Linked DNA regions of Hordeum vulgare: region 2 is linked to region 1. A link is a contact called in public Hi-C data. All regions are on one chromosome and are shown on one strand. Each heading gives the region's core, a stretch centred on a gene start, on an enhancer-like site or on the middle of the called end of the contact. The rest is flanking DNA. Distances are from core to core; before and after follow the strand shown. Region 1 has its middle 42 kb from the start of LOC123441732. Region 2 holds the start of LOC123441776 (GDSL esterase/lipase At1g54790).

Evidence for each region. Hi-C and Micro-C count contacts between places; a contact is called where the count stands out from the background.
Region 2: a contact with region 1 is called in a Hi-C map of leaf, with 6 times the contacts expected there. The contact joins the promoter of LOC123441776 here to the enhancer-like site in region 1. A contact is called at or near these places in 4 of 6 Hi-C or Micro-C datasets (leaf, seedling and an unstated tissue) and 1 of 1 datasets of contacts at active chromatin or transcription factors (embryo).

Annotation. Positions count from the first base shown.
Region 1 is chr1H:418,401,945-418,407,892 of MorexV3_pseudomolecules_assembly, forward strand. No RefSeq gene overlaps it. Among protein-coding and RNA genes, the nearest start is that of LOC123441732, 42 kb to the left of the region's middle. Within about 2 kb of position 4,332, at least 3 of the 3 cell types and tissues checked have open chromatin away from gene starts, as enhancers often do. A contact at or near this core is called in leaf and seedling, where this site is marked.
Region 2 is chr1H:418,918,997-418,925,454 of MorexV3_pseudomolecules_assembly, forward strand. LOC123441776 (GDSL esterase/lipase At1g54790) reads right to left here and starts at 4,354. Exons shown (of 5, transcript XM_045118017.1): 1 at 3,849-4,354; 2 at 2,438-2,638; 3 at 1,706-1,872; 4 at 1,199-1,469; 5 at 329-842. The coding sequence starts at 4,089. The coding sequence ends at 574. It overlaps LOC123441798 (1-(5-phosphoribosyl)-5-[(5-phosphoribosylamino)methylideneamino] imidazole-4-carboxamide isomerase, chloroplastic-like), which reads right to left. Exons shown (of 8, transcript XM_045118027.1): 8 at 5,624-6,115. The coding sequence ends at 5,936.

The sequences.
Region 1 (5,948 bases), core at 3,082-5,581:
CTTTGCTTTACACTGACGATGCTGCCATCTTTGTTAAACCAATTAAGGAGGATGTATAATTCCTAGCCGCCAGCCGGGCTTCATTTGGAGAAGTCACCGGTCTAGTCAACAATTGTGCCAAAAGTCTTGTTGCCCCTATTCGTTGTGATGGTATCGATCTGGACAACGTGCTTCATACTTTTCCGGCGGTCCGTACATCATTTCCGATGTGTTATATTGGCCTTCCTCTGTCTATTAAGCTTCTCAAGAGAATCCATTTCCATCATCTCGAAGATAAGATCGCGGGCATGCTCCCACCTTGGCAAGGAAGACCATGTGGCTGCTGCAGGTAGAACGGTTCTTGTGAAGGCTGTCTTAACAGCCTTTCCCAATATATAATCTCACTCCACTTGACATCAGGTGGAGGTCCTTGAGACAATTGATAGCATCCGTCGTGCAATGTTTGGGCGGGCAACACACAAGGTTTTGGGAGGAAAATGCAAGGTAAACTGGGACCTCGTTTGCAAACCAAAGAACAAGGGCGACTTGGGGGTGATCAACCTGAACAAATTTGCTAAGGCTCCGAGACTTCGATGGTTATGGTTTGACTGGAAAGATAAGAGCAAGCCATGGATTGGCATGAAGACAACCACCATTTCTTTGCGGTAACCACTACGATCATCGTGGGAAATGGAAGGACAACGAGATTCTTGAATTCATCTTGGATACGAGGATTGCGCACTCACGACACCGCTTCCGGTCTCTACAGGTGTGTTTGGTAGGGTGCATGAGCTCGACAGTTTCCCTTGCGACCCACTTTCGAGTGTTTGGTAACCAGCATGAGGCCTCCTTACCATGCATGAGCTGAGACCAAATACCCTCTTCGCATGCACGAAGAGTGAACACCCCAATAGCCGTTCACTCGTGAGCATGCATGAGCGAAGCGAGCGACAATGTGTTTAAAAAATGTTTAAATTTTCAAAAATACATGTTTTCCCATGTTTCAAAAAATTGTTCTTTTTGAAATGTTTTGTTGACTTATTTGAAAATACCAGTTGCTATAGTATCGACCAATATGTCTAAATAGATGCAAGCTATCAAACAAATTCTCAGCTTAACATGTTTCAGCACATACACCACTACCAAACAATTTCAAATGCATGTACTCAACTTGTCTAGGGTCAGCATGTATCAGAGGAGAACAACCATGTTATGTTGGGAATGCTACCAAACACACCCTACGATCTCTCACACAAGAGAAACTCCTTAGTTCAACAAGCTATGACTAACAACTAGTGGCTTGCGAATATTGACAACTGAAATGGCCTCTCCCTTGAACTCATCCAACAGTTTGCTAACCTTTGGAACAAATTATCAACAGTGGCCCTTGATGACGACGTTGAAGACTTGATTATATGAAAGTTCACCAAAGATAGGGTATACTCTGCATGCTCGGCTTACAAGGCACATTTGAAGGCCTCACCACCTCGGACCTTGTCCATTTAGTGTGGATGGTGTGGGCACCCCCTCGGTGCAAGTTTTTTTGCTTGGCTTGTTCTTCAAGATAGGATTTGGAGTTCGGGCCGCTTGAGTCGCCGTGGTTGTCCTAATTACAGTCCATGCCCTCTTTTCAAGCAAACCCAAGAAACCGCGAGTCATCTCCTCTTCGAGTGTCGCAACACCATGCGCATTTGGAATGACATCCTCTCATGGCTCGTCATGCATCACATCACCACGTATACTTGGGTGACGAGGGCTTCAGTAAGAGAATGGTGGAATAGTAACTTTCAGATCCGGCTCGGCTCGCCCAAGGCGCTTGCCTCCCTCACAATGCTCATCTCTTGGGAGATTTGGTCGAAAGGCAATGCTAGAGTTTTCCGCAACTCGACGGCCCTTTCCATGGTCATCATCAACAAAATCAAACTTGAGGTGTCACTTGGGCTTTGGATGGAGCAAAACATTTGGGTGTTGTAATGCCGCGAGAATAGTCCTTTTATTTGCCGCTTTGCGGCTTGTGTCTAAAACCTTCTCCCTTAATCAATGAAATGGAGAATATTTTGCCTTGTTTCAAAAATAATAATTTGATTGGGTATGCTCAGATTGTTTTTTCAGGATGGAAACTTAGATTTGGCCTTGGGTTGTTTGAGTTGGTCATAGCGGCGCTTGAGCGTCACTCCCTTACTAAAGACATTATGTTGAAGAACCTCGTCGTCCGTGTGACGCCATGTTGATGATCAATATTGTGGTTTACCGATCATAAATGTGATCGCTTTGGGTTTCTTTTTCCCCTTCTACACATAGTTTTTTTATATGTCTTTACTATTTGTCGATGACTTTTTTTGTCTGCTTTGGTGTTGGTTATTTCTATCCTGACCATGGAGAGGTCGAAAGTATGCTTATTGTGTTTGTATCTTCACTGCAAACAAACTCGAACAAAATTTGCATATGGGTTTCTTTCGTAAATTAGTAGGCTTCTCTTTCTTTTGAAATGGGAGGTGGTATATTTTCCAAACAAAAGGGAACAAATCCACTAGAGCGCGCCTTTATAGTTTTCATTTCTTATAGATTCTTGTCTAAGGCCTATATTATCCGATGATGTCATGTGAATCTCTCGAGTCAAATACTCTCTTTGTTTTAAAATATAAGTCATCTTAAAAATTCTAACACGGACTACATATGATGCATATACATGTTTTAATGTGTAAATTCATTTATTTTGTTTCATACGCAGTCTGTATTATAAAATCTCTAAAAAGGCTTATGGTATTTAGGAACGAAGGGAGTATCAGAGCAACTTCAAACGGTCGATCCAAACGGACGGGTGTTATGTTTGCACTTTGTCTTTTGGGTCGGTCCGACAGATGCCCGTATACGTTTTTGTAATTGGGTCAGCGCTTGTGCCTAACACGGTTACAATCCATTTTCAGACGACGCGAAAAAAACATAACAAACATTTTGAAAATATAAAAATCACTAATTAAACATTTAATGCTGGTCTGGAAGGCCGGGGATTGTCCATATTATATTAAACATAAAATTTAATAAACTAAAAACAAGTAGGCGCGCTGTCCTAGGCGCCCGTCTCGTCCTCGTCATCGACTCGGTGAGGTAGACAAGCGTTGGCGCCGTTCCAGCCCAGGGTAAGGCCGTCTCCCAGGCGGCGACGACGTCGTCCGCCGGTGGTTGCACCGTCACTTGCTGGACAACATGTCACTCCTCCTCCTCAGCTTCGGCCTCGCGCTCCATCAGCTCGATCCGCCGGGCCTCTGTGCCCTCCTCCGACACCCGCCCTGCCGTCGACGCTCCAGATAGGCTGCCTCCTGCTCCGACGTCGCACCCTACCAGACGGGTGGCGTGCTGACCCACTCACGCACCACCCCATCCTAGGCGTACAACTCGGGCCTGAGGACCAACGACCCTGGCTCGACGGGGGACGGCGGGGCCAACGGCTAAATGACGCAGTCGTCAATAGCGAAGAGTGCCATGGCCTCTACGAGCTGCTTCTCATAGGACGCCTCCTCCTCCTTGACGCGTGCTTCCCCCTCGCTTGCACGCAGGACGAACGCCAGCGCGTTCTGGTACGCGGCCTCCGTTGCCTGGTCTTCTTCTCAGACAACGAGGGGTGGCGGCGGTCCAGCCACCACATCACGGACGCCACGCGGACGCTGCTCCTCATGCTCCCACGCAAACCAGACCTCCCATTCGGGAGAGTCTTGCAGCGTACATGGGGTTGCGCCGCTGCTGACGCCGACGCCTCACCTCCTCAGCATGCTTTCGCGCCGACCGCGACACTGCTGGTACTGGGATCCTCTTCGGATCTAAATGCCAGTCGTGCGACAACATGACATCGGGGTAGGCGAGGGTTCGCGGTGCTCCCAGTGCCACCTCGCCTGGTGCACTCATACGCTCACCCGCTGCCGAGGCGGACGAGAGGAAGACGCCGGCGACGGGAGCACCGGGGACTTGCCCTTGTCTTTGATGGAGAAGAAACCCATGATGGCTAGGGTTTTCCGCCCGCGGGGGAGCAGCGGGTGGCTGTGGGTAGAGGCGACTTTTGAAAGAGGATAAGGCCGACTCCACCGCACGCTCAGATTAAAAAAAAAAGAACGCCTGTGGGTCGTGTGGACACGCGGTGAACGGTCGTCGTTAATAAAAATAATGCTGACTTTAATCGAACGCCACGTATGGACGAACCTGACATGAGAAGACGTGGCCCGCATCCGCTTCCGTGTGGACGGGCGTAGACATTAGAACAAATCTAATCCAAACTACTAGTAGATCACCTAATCATCTCGCCGCCACTGTCCAAACTCCAGATCCCCCCGGCCGCAACGGGCGACACGCGCGCCGGCACTTTTGCCGCACGTCCATTTCCTCGAGAAGCCAAAACCCCACCACTTGCCGCCGGCCGTCCATCCACCACCCCACCCGATCCCCTCGGGAAATCGTGCGTCCACGGCCCCAATGATTGAAGCTTGAGGCTGCCTACCACCATAGCGGACGGGCCTTTTCCGGTAGTTTTCCGCCTTTCTCCCGCGCCCCGATCTTTTCCAGCGCCCCGATGCTGCCGGGTCCCCACGGCCGGCCGGTGAGAGGTAGTACGAGAGGCCTTGGCTAGCTAAAGCAGCGGTGGCCGGCCGTCGCCTCGTGCCGGCGATTCCCATCCACCCGCGGAAAGCGCCGCCCAGCGCCCCTCCCTCTCGTAAATCCTTTCTTTCTTTGCCGGGCGACAGCACCGCACTGCATACACCGCTCCGGATCGACCATGCCCGTGCGTCTACTGTGCCTCACATGAGCTTGCACCAAGATCCTACGGGAGAAAAGTCACAAGGCCGATAGTGACTGAGATTGCGGGGCGATGATGATGAGACCGCGTTCAGGAATGCGTTGAGTCGGGAACAGGAAATGTGGGGGGCGCCTGCGTGCAGCTGCATGCAACCAGGAATGGGTGGCATTCTGAAAAGAGAACGAAAAGGGGTGCTCAGATGATATATCAACTCAGTGTTCATTACTGAGCCCCTTTAGCTAGATTCCGTTGATTTCGTAATGTATAAGGCCCACCTTGCTCTGCACAACGATCATTGGCTGAAATTATTTTTCGTCTTTTGGGGTTATGGGCCGTGGAGAAATTGAGAAAGTTAGATTTCTCAAATACTTTCTCTGTACCCAAATAATTGTAGTTGGGGAAAACTAGTTTAGTTCTTCACAACTATAATTATTTAGGTACAGAGGAAGTAATATGCATCACATTTAGCAAAAGGTTGTCTTCATCTAATTTGACATTGATTCATAATCTATACAATGCCACCTTTTGATTCACTTCAAATCTTATTTTAGTGAAGTTTTTTTAGATGTATCTTAGCAAAGGGTTTGGCATGCTTACAAGATCTAAAACATAATATTCCCTCCATCTAAAAATAAGTGTCGTAAATTTAATACTAGACTAGTACAAAAATTTATACTAACTCAACAACATTTATTTTGAAACAGAGGGAGTACTCAACACAATAGAAGAGGTAGGAGCAAATCCATAACTTTGTCTACTGACGATTGTACACGTGCAGTGTACATTTTATCCGGTGTATAAACTACTATCCCAAACCAAAATGCAACCTCTTGGACTTCAAAAAATATATAGACCATCGACGTTTCATAAAAACATCATATGTAGAGACAAATAAGGTCAGCAACCATCATGTCATGACTAAGAATGAGAAACATATGCTATAATTCCCTTTGTCCGATGAAAAAGGAAATAAGAGTGCTCTTGGCCAAACTGTGACATTAGATAGTGGTTTTAACTTAAACTTAAGTGGTTTGTGTTATCTTGATGATGTTGGTTACCCAACATCCCATCTTTGTCTTAGATACTATTTTAAGGATTTTGATTGTGATCACAACTGACCCCTAAACCACAAGGAATTATTTAATCACTATCATTTTGCACAACGAGATCACACTGAAAAAAC
Region 2 (6,458 bases), core at 3,104-5,603, 520 kb after region 1:
CGGCTGTCCCCGCGAGATCGAGCTTGTATGCTAAGTGAACTATAGATCGATTTGGTAACTAGCATCATACGGCTCAATTCCTCTCCCAGACAGGACTTCTTAATTGTTTTTGCGGTAGCTCAACTGGATATAAATGTCTGTGATTGCTGGTGATTAGTTTGGATGCAAATAAATCAACCCTTTCTTGCCTTAGTTCCTCGATGACTTGCTGCTTGCAAAAAATGCGAAGCTCCCTTCCAAAACTAGCATGCTACAGCAAAATTTCGAGTAATTTTGCATGGAGAGAACAGGGCACATCACCAAAAAAAAAAAAAAAAAGGATTTGAACTAATGAGAAAAGAAACTATATGTGATTATTGACATGTGACAAGTAATATATCAGCTGTGGTCAATACAATATTACATTGGATTACTAATTCAGGCCTCGTTCGTTCGACAGGGATTTAGACGGGGTTTGGCAGGGATTGAGGTGGATATAATTCCCTACAAGTCATATTCCACCCTAATCCCCTTCAATCCTCTTGAGAAGAGGTGGAACCGAACAAGGTCTCAGTGGGAATAAATACCCGCTCATTAGAACCTCGGTTTTATAAGGAATGGCATCCTGTCGGCGAACGGAGGATCTGAGTATTTCCCAGTCAGAATCTGCGATGTAACGTGGAAATTTGCAGCTTCCGTATAATGAATTCCATCCCAATTGACATACTCAGTGCTGTCACTGCATCCTTTCGCGGTTACAAGATTACCGTTCACAGATTTCGTCTGCCCACACGGCACTCTGCCATCATAGTTCAAGGGTGGCCCTCCGTACCCACAGCATGCTTGGGTGGGACTTTCAAATCCTGTAAGAGATTGAAAGTGCAAATTAAAAAAATATAACTTCAATAAACGTCAAGAATAGTACTGCGCTGATATTCTGATGATGAGGTAACATGAAAACTGATAATTCAGCATATGTAAAAAAAAACTAGCACAAGAAAGCTGAAAACTAGAAGACAGCATGAGCGAAGACCCAAAATCCAAAGCGTCCTTGTTTCCTCTCTTTTAGTCCAAATGATAATCATATTTGAAGCATGATTAATAATCTTGAAACATCTTCCTAGACCCTATTGATATGATATACTGACAAGTGCAAATGATTTTTTTATGCTTGGTTTTCTTGGTAACAAGAGAATTTGGTAAACTCTAGTTTGCATACCATATCGAGAGTAATTGCCAATCAGGGCGTATTTGATGGAGTAGATGTCGATGTAAGTGATATTAGCTCCAGCAAACTGGCTTCTCAACTTTGTGCAAAGTGCATGCAGCTGTAAGTTGAAAATCTTCGCAGCACGATTGTGCTTTGCTACACAATGAAGTTCATCCAGTTGTGTTGGGTCTTTGCCAAAAAGAGCTATGTTTTGAGGTAAGCAGCCAAGAGGACCTGTGTTGTGAATCCAGAACTTCCTGGCACCCTGATCGTATAGTGTCTGAAATAACAAGGAACACATAATAGAATAAGGTTGTATTATAAATGGAGAAAAATATCCTAAGTGTGAGGCACTTATTTGAAGAAGTATATAACTACAAGAGTACATGATACAGAATCTGAAACCTACAATTTTTACCTCTATTAAGAATGTGATTACCAAAGTGCAATGAGGGACAACTGACAAGTCCATGGAATGAAAAAAATGGAACCATGAAGCACTATGTATTTACAAACCTTGAGCCCAGTCTCAAATTCCAACAAAATAGTCGGAATGGATGCAATGACTTGGTCCTCTGTACTTGAGTAGAATTGACCAGCAAGGTCATTCTGACCTATATCAAACATGTAGAGTCCCTTCGAAAAGTAATCCAACTGAGGAATATACCGACGGTACCTATCTCCTGTGAAAATATGGTAAGAGTTCCATAGTATAAATTGGTGAAATCAAAAGCATTGGGTGGTTATCTGTTGTATCAAGGAGCTTATCATTGTTTACTCGTCAGTTAATATATACTCTTACAAGTTTGTAACACAAGTGATGCTCGTCAGACTCTTCAAAGAGGACAATCCTAGACCTATTACAACATCAAGCTTTAGATTTTCTGATTGCACTCAGTACAATAATTTCAAATGTATTATGAATGTAATCCTATGCTGTATTGTCTAATACATTCTAGTGAAATGCAAAAAATAGGTGCTCTTTCACAAATATGGTATTCAATCAACAATGTCTACTTATTCAGTTTGATGGTTCCAATTGCTCTGCTGAGATCATTCATGAGTTCAGTTTTTTTTTTTTTTTGCAAGAAGCCTTTACAACAGCTGGCAAGTCACATCCTACTTTAGTCAAGGGTTCTACTAAAGAATAGATGCTTATATGATACTGCAGAAGACATGTCTTTGATTTCATTCCACAAATATCCAAATGCGCAACATACAAGACAACCTGTTAATTACTAGTCATACCTTGAGAGAGCAGCCTAGTGACTTTTTCCTTGAACGCAAAGAACTGCTTAATCTGAAGACCAAATGAAAATGGGCTGACAGATGTTGCAGTTGCTGGAGTAATCGAACAGCCAGCTTGAGCAAAGTTAACACCCGCCCGAAAGTTAGGTGCGCCAACAGAATCCAAGTATGCATTGAGGAATGGCATATCCATCGCATCCACTACAAGGAGAAGTTCAAGAAACAAATATCAGATAACAGACCATTGCAATTTATTCTTTGACAAACAGTAAGAGGAATAGCTTGTTAGCCATATCCAGATAATCAATGTTCAGTGGGATCAGCATTTCAAACAAAATATAACTCAATAGCCCCCTAAAAAGCAGCTCCTGATATGAGCAACCCAACTGAATCAGCTTATCTGACATACAGCTGTGCATAAATTTTATTTGTGCCTATGAAACTGCTACTGCAAAACTGTTTTTCATTCGAATTATTGCCATCAAACCATGGATCTCATGCTTATAAGCTAGTGATCATCGACCGACAGCTTAGGTTTTGGGGAAAATGTTGTTTTCCACAAGGAGCACTGTGCTAACCGTTTGTTTGCTTCATGGCTACTCCATATACTATTATTGTAAAGAGAAGTTTCGCCTCCAAACAACCACCATCACTTGGCCTCGTAATGATTTAGTCTATAAAAGCCAGGTGCGAAGCCTTGAAAAACTAGTTAAATTAGAGCACGTGATAGGTCTCACTCACTACAGCCGGGAAGGTAGGCAACCGGTACCCGGACCGCGACAAACTTAATTCTATACACTGGATGAACAGAATTCCGTCAAGAAGCAGAGCTTGATTTCCCCCACAGATCCACAAAATCTCACCAAAATGTTGCAACAATCGGGGGTGCCAATTTGCCAAACCGCACGAACTGGGGCCCTCACGTCCAGCACAATTCCACTAGCATAGTGTTAGAACAGTGAATGCAACTACCGAGGACCAGCTGCAGAGTGGTGCGTCGATCTCCACTCCTAACCACCGCCATGGCTGTGTGTTTGACCTGTCCGGCAAAGGACAATCCTAACCAATTCGGCCTTTTGCTCCAACCACCGGCTGGACCCGGTGGAGAAGAGATGCGCACGCTGCCATGAAGGAAATCGTCGACTGTAGGCAGTCTCCTAGTAGTAAGTATCATCCGTACACCGATTCGTTTCGTGCTGCTGCTGCAACATCCAGAGGGCGCACGCAAAAGAATCACGCACCGACGAGCCGTTTTGACGGTCTACGACTAGGACGCGACGATTCCTTTGGTCGACGCCGATGCTGGTCGGTGGTGGTGAGATGCCGATGCAGATGGCAACGAAGCGTGGGTGTGGAGACGAGACGGGTCGGGATTCGGGAATGGATGGAGGCCGGGAGGGGGGGCGCTCACTGAGGAAGTCGAGGATGAGGCGGCCGTCGGAGAAGCGGCCGGAGGGGGCGCCGAAGAAGGTGGAGCCGTAGGGCGGGGGCATGGGCTCGAAGCCCGCGGCGATGCGGCCGCCCGTGTCGGAGTTGGAGTCGCCGAAGTTGAAGGCCGCCGGGTAGTCGAAGTCGGGCGACGCGGCCGCCGTACGGCCGCCGCCGAGGCAGAGGACGGCGGCGAGGAGGAGGAGCGCCACGGAGGCACGCATGGTCTCTGCGGCGGCGGCAGCGGTGGTTGGAGGCTGGAGCTGAGCTTTAGGCTGCTGCGCTTGACCAGCTCCCCACGCCACTCCGTTGCGCTAGCTTGTGGTTGTATCCTTGTGATTCGTGTTTACTCCAGCCATGGGAGGGAGGGGGGGATGGGTGAGGAGTGGAAGGAAGGGAGATGGAGGGAGGTCGCCGGCGCTTGAAGCTTTGCAGTTTAGGGGGTGGAGGCAGATTTGATTTCTGTTCAGGGTGACGAAGGGGAGATCATTAAATGATCAAGTGGCAAATGTGTGCTCCAGTCCAGTGATGTGATGACCTTTTTCTGGGTTGCCTTTGCAGTTTAGCCCTTGTGGTGCTGGATTATTCTGGGACAACTTCCAGGAGGGGGGCAGGTGAAAACTATGAAGGTTTCATGGGTTATGCAAAGAATTTTAAAGAGAGGGAAATGTCATTGGTGTGGAACCGCGCGCGGTTTGGTGGTGTGTTAACATCACCTGATCGCCTAGCCCGGAGCAAACGAGCCTAAAATTTGCTCGCCAGAAAAGCTGTGGAGCGGTGGCACGAGGGGGGCAACGGTAAGTGGTGGTGTGGTGGCGTGGCGTGCTGCGCGGGCGATTTGCTTTTTTCTCACTAATTTGTCGTGCTTTTATGCTAACGTCGTCTAGCGCGCCTCCCGTCCCGCACATGGCGGCATCAGACATTCTTCATTGCTTGCTGCCACGCGCGCTTCATTATCGAATCAATGCGTTGCTGCGATGGATCGATCGGAGGTTTGGAACTCACTACTCAGCATGCTATTCTAACACCCACAAAAAATTGCTTATGGATGTCAAGCCTAACCAGGCCCTGTTTGAAACCATAATAAATTATAATAATCTGGATTGTGAAGATAGATTATAATCTGATTTATAAAAATAATATAGATGAACATGTTTGGAGGCCAGATTATATAACTGTAATCCAGGTTATATATCGCATAATGACCTGTCTGTTTTTTGTTTTTTTAAAAAAAAGAGGAGGATGGCGGTGGTAAGAATGCAATTATCTCTAACTTTACAAAGATAATGGATCATTAGCAATCCATAATCTGATTTTAACTGGTGTAGAGTAAATTATGAGTTTTTAATAATCTATTCATCTAGTTTTTATAATCTACATCATAATCTGTTCTATTTGAAGACAGAATAGATTATAAAAACTGAATTATATAATCTGGGTGGTTCCAAACAGGGCCTAAGCTACTATGATTCATGATGGACTTGGAGCATAAACACCATTCGAAGCATTAAACATGGTACTTCCTGGCTCGCTTTCAACCTCCTCAAGACTTGAAGAGCCATCTATCCGCTTTCACTCGATCAATGTCTATCCTGCCAATCTCCTGGATCACCCATCACCTGCCGGTTGTTCCGCCGGGAATCCAGAGCTCCCATACAGCTACAGTGTCAGGCCTCTCTTTGAGAATAGTGCCACTAGTCCAGCTCAATAAGTTCGGCACAACAGGCAGTTTGATAGTTTCAGGCAGCTTTGACAAGATGCTGCAAGTGGCTCCTGAGTTCAGCCTCTGTTTATTCAACAATACTATAAGAGTACTTAGTACGTACAATACAAAACAGAATGTAAAGCACGGTATCTAAACACCGAGTACTCCTCTACAACGCCGACTTGACACCTCCGCTTCAGCTTTGACATGTCACACAAACTGTTCACACTAGAATGTCCAGCAAACAATAAACCTCTATAACCTGACCTGACCTGACCTCGCCTGAACATATTGGTCAGGTCAAATGAGGATTACAGATGAGCAGAACTTCCACCATTGCTCTATAAAAAGACTATCTGATTTCTTCACGGCTGGCTAACCAGGTTTTGCTCCTTGTGCCAACCGACAACATCATCGTAGGGCAAATCTCCTCCGAATATGTCTAGGGCGCTCCCAACAGTAACATCAACTCGACTCTTGCCTGCTTTCTTGATCCTCTCCAGGTCGTCCATCGTTGACACACCCCCAGCGTATGTTGTCGGGATCTACAGAGCCGAACATAAAGTAGAGGTGCATGTTGAGTACAAGTAAACATATAGCGACCCGAAAATATAAACTTGATATCTTCTGTAGAGTATGATCAATTGAATCCCATTTATAATTGCATTCAAGTTCAATAAAATCAAAAGTAGAAAAATGGTTGAGCCACTAGCTAGTATAGAGTGTTTGACTCGACTTCCTCGTGCCCTTTCAAGAGACTGATTTGCTAAATTTTCTATATATAGTAACTAGAAGAGGCACTCACAATGTTAAAACAAAGAACGATAAGGTAAAGAAAGAGACAAAAAACTCGAATTTAAACTAACGCATCAAGTATAGAGATGTACA